2 separate regions of the Dromaius novaehollandiae genome follow, and region 2 is linked to region 1. A link is a contact called in public Hi-C data. All regions are on one chromosome and are shown on one strand. The core of a region is the stretch at or near the end of the contact, and the rest is flanking DNA. Distances in the headings are between cores, read along the strand shown. Region 1 holds the start of DYRK1A (dual specificity tyrosine phosphorylation regulated kinase 1A). Region 2 overlaps DYRK1A (dual specificity tyrosine phosphorylation regulated kinase 1A).

The links. Hi-C and Micro-C count contacts between places; a contact is called where the count stands out from the background.
Region 2: a contact with region 1 is called in a Hi-C map of liver, with 4 times the contacts expected there. The contact joins the enhancer-like site here to the promoter of DYRK1A in region 1. A contact is called at or near these places in 2 of 4 Hi-C or Micro-C datasets (brain and liver).

The regions. Positions count from the first base shown.
Region 1 is chr1:119,306,881-119,310,658 of bDroNov1.hap1, forward strand. DYRK1A (dual specificity tyrosine phosphorylation regulated kinase 1A) reads left to right here and starts at 1,922. Exons shown (of 12, transcript XM_064524946.1): 1 at 1,922-2,125.
Region 2 is chr1:119,377,544-119,381,131 of bDroNov1.hap1, forward strand. All of the region lies in intron 3 of DYRK1A (dual specificity tyrosine phosphorylation regulated kinase 1A), which reads left to right. Among named protein-coding and RNA genes, the nearest start is that of DYRK1A, 71 kb to the left of the region's middle. Within about 2 kb of position 1,333, at least 1 of the 2 cell types and tissues checked has open chromatin away from gene starts, as enhancers often do.

The DNA of each region.
Region 1 (3,778 bases), core at 672-3,171:
ATTTTCCATTATTCTGCTGCTGCATGTCACTATCCAGACAGAGCAGCAAGGAGATTTTAGCAAGGTTTACAAAATCCTGATGGGGACAGATCCTGCTGTCACCAAGGTATCAGCTGCCGTTCCTTACAGGTCAATTGGACTGAGCATACGCAAGACAGCTAATGCTTTCTAGATATTTTTAATTTCTTGTGCAACATACCATGCATGCAGATATCTTAGGGCAAAATATGACAATATTAACTTGGGAGTCTTCTGTATAGAAGCAGGTGATTCTGTATGCCTTTGTTACACTGCAGGACATCCATGTTGGCTTTCCTCATCTTAAGAATTACATTCTGATCATATTCCAAAGAAAGAGAAGTGTCAAAAGCAGCTCAAATTGGCCTCTCAGTCTTTCTGGGGATGAGCGGAATGAGCAATGGCTGCTTAAACCCACTTAAACCACGCTGCTCCTGAACACCTACCATGGCTTTAGGGTGCAATTTCATGGATGACTTAACCTAACCTAACACCATGCTGTTACTCAATGGGGTGGTCCTACGCTTCCCGCTGCCACACGTTCCTGCCTTCTCCTTTGCATCAGCACTTATACTTGCCATACAAAAGATTTTTTTTTTGTCAGGGTCAGTGTGTCAATTATTCTATGCTAGCATTCCTATTGCTGTAGAAAACAGACAGAGGGACTAAACGGCTCAAGGTGAAGAGGGTGTGGACTGCTATTTTCAACAGCAACAAAATCTTAGCTCCCTTGAACTGCTTGTAAAACTGCATTTGTACAGCCATGGTTAGATAATTGGGGGACATACTACTTTGGCTGTTACTGCACCTACCTTTAGTTGTTTATTTCCAGCTCTGAAATTCAGAGAGAAATACGGGAACAGAAGAAGAAAAAGTAATAGCACGAGTGTTAGTAATATGTCCTAATTTCTTCAAGGAGCAAGGCTGACTGTGAACTACAACAACTAGGTTGAAAAAATCAGGTACCAGAATTAAAACATTAGATGAAGGCCACATTCTACTTTTTGGATCTTCGTGGATATTCCTGGAAAAAAAAAATCCCTAGCATAGATTTACATTAGTGGTATGCACTCCTAAACTCTGGTCCATAATAAAAAGTGCAACTAAGTCTCCCCTCAAGAACCCAAGGCTCCCTTCCCCACCACACATCCACAGTGCAAGTGCCACACGAGGCAACACCTTAGCGTTTTTATTTAATATTTTTAAAAACAGAAATACATATTTTTAAATACATCTTTTAGCATGGGATGTGAAGAAACCCTGTGTCCACCAAGCCCCCGCGGCAACAACGGCCGGCCCCCCGGGGCCTGCACAAGCCCCCGCCTTAGCTCGGGCCCGCGGGCTGCCGCAGCGGCGCCCGTCCCTAGAGGGCCCCGCTCCCTCCAGAACCGCCCAGCCGCCGCCGCCGCCTCAAGGCTTGGCCCCTCCGCACCTAGGCGGGAGCCGCCGTCCACTGCAGGCCGGGGAAGGCCCCGGCGCGGAGGCGGCTCAGGCAGAGCAGCGCGGCTCAGCTGAGGCAGCGGCGGCAGTGTCCCTCGCTCCCTCGCCCGCCCCGGAGGACCGTTACCGCCCTCGCGCCGCGGCGCGAACGCAGCTGCCCCTCCCCCACGCCCCGGGGCCCAGCGCTCGCCGGGGCCATCCTGGCCCGCAGCGGCGCGGATATCGTCACCCGCCGGAGGGGCGGGGGAGCTGCAGTTGCCCCGGCGACCAAGCCCCGCCCTCCGCCCGTCGCTCTCTTCCCCACCCTCCCCACGTCAGCGGCTGTCTCCCGCCCGGCTGGGGTGGGGCGCTTGGGTAGCGTGATTGACAGTTGCCATAGTAACAAGCTCGCCCCGTCGCCATTTTGTCAGTTAGCTTTTTTTTTTTTTTTTTTTCAAAAGAAAGCCCCTTCCCGCCCGAATTGTGGAAGGTTTTCTTTTTCCTCCCTTCCCACCTGCACTCTGAAAAAAAAAAATTATCACGCAAGAAAGCGGAAAAAACGGCCACCCTCAAAAAAAAACTGCCCTGGAGGGTCCGGCGGCGGCACGCGAGAAATTCGTCCCGCGTGAGCGGGCGGGTACGAGCGAGGACAGGCTCGGGGCGGCGGCAACGGCAGCGGTGCGCTGCGGTGAGCGGGGCCGGCGCAAAGCCCTGGCGAAGCCGGTTCTGGAGGGAGGGAGGCGGGGGGGAGAAGGAGGAGCGGGGAGGGAGGGAGGGGGAGGAGGTAGAGGCTGGCAGGCGGGGAAGGGAAGGGGGGAGGGAGGGAGTGAGGAGTTCCCGGGGGCTCGGTACGGCGCTGCGCTTCCCCCCCACCCCCTCCCCCTCCGCCTCCTCCTCCTCCTCCTCCTCCCCCCCCCGCCCGCTCGCGCCCGCCCGCCCGCCGCTGTCCCCGCGCTGCCTGGCCGGGGCTCAGGCCGCCGCCGCCGCCGCGCCGAGCCGAGGCCGGGCCCTGCCGTTGCTGCCGCCGGGCGCTGCGCAGGTTTGGAACGCGCGCCATTTTGTAAGCGATAGAAAATCCAGCCCGGCCAGGAAGCGCCGCGGATCCGCCCGCCGCGCCGCGCCGGGCCGGGCCCCGCTCCGCTCCCCGCCGCCCGGAGAGGAAGGCGCGCTGCGGGCAGCCCCCGCGGCCGCTGCCCCCTGCACTCCGAGCGGCAGCGGCATCGCCGCCGGCCGCGCGGGCCCGAGCGCGGCGGGGCGGCCGGACTGCGCAGCGCGCAAGAGGGAGGCGCTGCCGCGCCGGGGCCCCTGGCCGAGGCCGGGGGAAGCGTTCGCCGCCCGCTCTGCGTGCGCCCGCCGCCCGGGAGAGGAGGCCGCAGCCGGCCGGAGCGCGGGCCCCGCCGCCCCCCACACGGGTAAGTGAGACGCCTCAGCCGGTGGCGGGGAGCTGCGCAGCGGGACGAGCTGGTGCCACCTCCCGGCCCGGCGCGGTCGAGGGGGACGCAGCGCAGGGGGCAGCTGCGCTGCCATCTTAGAGAGAGGAGGTGGGGAAAGCGCAGGGGCCCGCCGAGCCCCGGCCGGAGCTGGCAGGGCCCGGACCCGCACCAGGCTTCGGAGCCGGCCTTGCTCGCCGCCCTCCAGACCGTTGCCCCTTCTGGGGCTGGCCGGGGGCAGCGGCGGCGGCCGCTCCGTAGCTCGGAGGCGGCGACGGCCTCTGCGGCCCTTTTCGCCTCGGTGTCCAGGACAGGCTGTCGCTGCCGGGTTGGGAAGCGGAGCGGCGAGGAGGGCTGCGGGACCGGAGATGGAGGAAGGGAGTTTGCCTGGATCCTCTCGCTCTTATGCGCAACGCCCTGCGGTGGGCGGGTGCGAGGTCTCGCCCCGGTCTGGGAGCAAGGAGAGGAGGCGAGGAGGGTGTCAAGAGTTGAACAATCAGCTGAGCAGGCACCTGTTGTGGTGGAGGCTTTAGGTCCCCTGCCCGCACCCCTACAAGAGACTCGTGATAGGTGGGGAACTTGGAGGCTGATGAAGAAGGCGTACCTGTGTAAGATTACTGTCATCTGGGCTGGGGGGGGGGGGAGGTGGGGAAGAGGGGAGAGAGGCAGTTGGGCATACACGCACGGACGTAGAGGCGCTCCTGTATTTTGGTGGTTAGCTGCAACCTTTTAGGAATTTTGCTTTGTGTTGCTGAAGAAATTGGAGACTGCAACTGATATGTAGGGTGCGTTTCCTATGGAGCGGCATTTTCTCTTGCCCCCACAAAATCAGAAAACACAATTTAGAGTACTGCAATTCGAAATTTTGAAATGCATACATTTTTGAATCTTAGTCAGCTTTGAAGTTTTCA
Region 2 (3,588 bases), core at 83-2,582, 70 kb after region 1:
GCATCTTCTTGAAATCTTCTGCTTTCTTGTCTTTCATAACTCATTTTTCTTTTGAGTTCTTGTGCTTCTCCCATCAACATGTCACATAAAGAGTTCTCCTCATCAGATTCCAGGTTTATGTAGATGTTCCATATGGGTCTATGAGGGAGTCACAATGTCTTTTGCCTTTGCACTGTCTTTTTGGTTAATCTCATCTGCAAAACCAAGTTCAGCTAACATCCTTAGGCTAGCGACGCCCATCAATGGCTCTGCACCTTGTCTTTTTACTAACAGAATTCGCATTCTTTCTCTTTCATAGTTGTTTTGTGAATGTCTAGCTGTCATCTCGATTAAAACAACTCTTACTCTTTTTTCTTCTTATAAAAGGCATTACCCTCCACTATTGAAGGCTTGGTGCTGTCTTACTTTTCTTCGTCGCCATGGACAATGCCACCACCTTGCCTCTCACTGAGGATGTGATTGCATACCATCTAGATTTTCATGTCTAAGCAGTAGATGCATTATTTCTTTATGAAATTTCTACAGGAACCCTTTTTATCCAGGAATATTCTGCAGCTTGTTTATCTCTGTCCTTGATAAAAGCAGTTCTGTCCTGTATATGTCAGTTCAGAAAAACTTCTACAAAGATCATTTCTGAACCAGCATTGTGTGACTGTAATACATACTGTGTTCCTCAATTGGAACCCCACCATTAGTTCTTTCTGTTATGATTTGCTTGCCTATTATTAAAGCTTGTGACTCCAGACTGACGTTGTAGCGATAGCAAACTGTGAAGTCAGATAAAGTGACGTTACAAATACATGTTTTCAGATAGATATGGTTAAGATGATCATATTTTTAATTTGGGCAGAAAAAAGCATTTAAAGAACCTGATTTGTAGGTGCACAAACCAAAAATAAACATGACAGTATTGAATGAGGAATAGGGGTTGTCAATGAGAATCCTCTACAGAAAGGCTGAATTTCTGTTATAGAAGGCTCAGTAGGTTGATCTAATAGCCATAAAAAACAGTAGGAAGAAACAGGTGACTTTTGGCAGATATAGAAAGCATAGTTCTTAAAGAGTAAATATTTTGTTCTTTTAATGTGCTCTCGCATCCATTCAGACAGACAAGAAGTTAGGTCTCTCAGCTTCAGTTTCTCAGAATTGCCTAATGCAATAGTGGTCATCAGCAGACCAGACAATTGGATCATCTTTTGGTGCTACCAGTCCCACCAGCCTAAACATAGCCTATTTGGGTGTGATGTCAGAGTCCCACAATGTATTAGTGCTTGCCAGCCCTCCTACTCCCGGGAATGTTCCATTGCTTTGTTCATTCAGTAGCCATATTTGTAAGCAGAGCGGGACTCTCCCAAGGAATGTGCTGGCTGCACTGCGACTGCCCGCAAAATCCTTTTCTGAGGTCCAGCCCCCATCTGCTGGCCACACTGCAGCACTGCATTGCCGGCATTGCTTCACCTTCACGCCGCTGCTCGTAACATTTTCTTTGGCTAGGAAAGTCTTCCTGCTGATCCCAAAAATATTCCGTTGTTTGAATGAGCGCAGTTCTTACTAATTAAAAATCTGCTAAATCAGTTGCACAGCAGCCACATATCTTTGAGCGAATCTTTAATTGAAGGGATCCAGAATGCAAATATTACAAAGGGAACTTGCGCGATTGCTGTGCTTGCTGAACTGTGTAAAGAGAGTAATTTGTCTAAATCCAGACAAAATAGGCTTGCTTGAAAATAAAACCCAGGAAGAAGTGTCTAGTTTTGGCATCCTGCTTTTCTTTTAATGAAAAATAAATATCAGGTAGTTTCTCTTTGAAAATAAATGTCTTCTTAATATTTCTTCAAGCTGCAACTCTTAGTCAGTTACAGTTTACTTTTAGTATTTAGAGTAGCAGCATCTTCTATGAACTAATTTTGATAAATGGAAAAGATGATCTCCCTTAGTATTTTTTCCAGTTTCTTTTATTGTCTTTCTTTTTAGTGAGGACTGACTCTTTCTTTAGAGGAGTATTATCTCGTTCCAGTTCCTGTAATGATTTTCATTCATAACCAAATAATGAGGAGGCTAGGCCTTCAATGTTAACTGATTTTTTTTATTTCCACTCCATCCTGCTTGTTTTTTGATTTGTAATTGTTTGCAGACTGTTTTTAGATATTTTAGCAGTCACAGATTGCAGGTTAGGAAACAGTAATGTTAACTTTTATATAATAGTTACATTGTACATGACCCTTAAAATGGTCCTTACATGCCTTCTGTTGCCCCTATTGCTTTATGGTTATGGTGGCCAAAAGTTACTAACCTCATCATTGTCAAGAAACAACTAATAGGAAGATAAGCCAACAAGGTTGATTTGTTTTTCACTTTTGAGGCTTTAAATTACACTTGAAAACTATCATCTCTGCCCTTTTTGTTCAGGAGTCAGGCTTAAGGCTTGTTTCTGGAAAACTGCTGAATTCTAAAAGTTTACTCTTAAGCTATGATTCTGCAAGTGCCTGACCTGCTGGCCCGATGGGGTCCTGCTCTTGGTTGTTGGTCTAACCTCTCTGACAAGTGCCAGAGCCAGCATGATGAAATCAGTAAGAACATGTGGTTTAGAGTGAATAGTGTGAGATCTGTGGGACCTTTGTCCTTTAGCAGTAACAAGCAATAATATTTCTTCGTCCTGTCTCAACTGGTTGCATCCTGTGAATTCAGCTTAGCCTGATGTTAATGTAAGATAAGAGCACAAAAGTTTTCACAACTTCAGGCGAGCAGTTCTTCTGTACTGTGTTAGTGTTGTTTATCTTCATCATGGATACTCAGGTTGCCTGAAACTTCTGTCAAGTACAAAAGAATAGCAAATTGATTTATCTGATAAGGAAGTTGAGGTGAGATTCCTGGGCAGATTTTGATAAACTCCAACAGTTTGGGTTTCACAAAGCACCTGTAATTCAAAGGCCAGACTTCATGCTTTAGGACTGTTAAATCTTTCTCTCTATGTATCTAAGCTCAATTATCACCTGCAAAATTCAGGGTTTTGCTGAGCTGATGTTGACCCGAGATGTTACTGGTTGCAGCTAGATAATTGGAATGTAATGTGTTCTAGCAGGCAGTAGCAAATCCTTAGTCCAGTTACTCAGCTACCTAGTAACGATTAACATTATTATAAAAGTGATTATAATTAAAGTGATGGCCAGGTTTCACTAGACTCTGTCATGAATATGAACATTTTTTTTATTTTTCAATAAAAGCATTCCCCTCATTTTCCTTCCATTTCAGACATTTTTAAGAAAAGCATGTTTATGCTCTGGCAACAAGGATTTAAGAGAGTGGATTTTTCAATCCCTTTCTTTCCCCTCCCCCCTCCCCAGCCCCCCCAGTCACTGCTTTCCTCTTTTGAAAATGGTTGGGCTGGATCAGGCAGGATAACTTCTTGAAAGATCACCACTTGTTTGCTTGCTGTATTTTTTTTTCATTTAACTTTATTTTACTTAAAGTTTGTCTGGTCCTTACTATTGCTTTTATTCAGGAACCGTAGGTACTGGAGGAAGGAAACCAAGATAGGAGGGAAATAACTCAAAGAACATGACTCAATGATTAAAGTAATTGGACTGA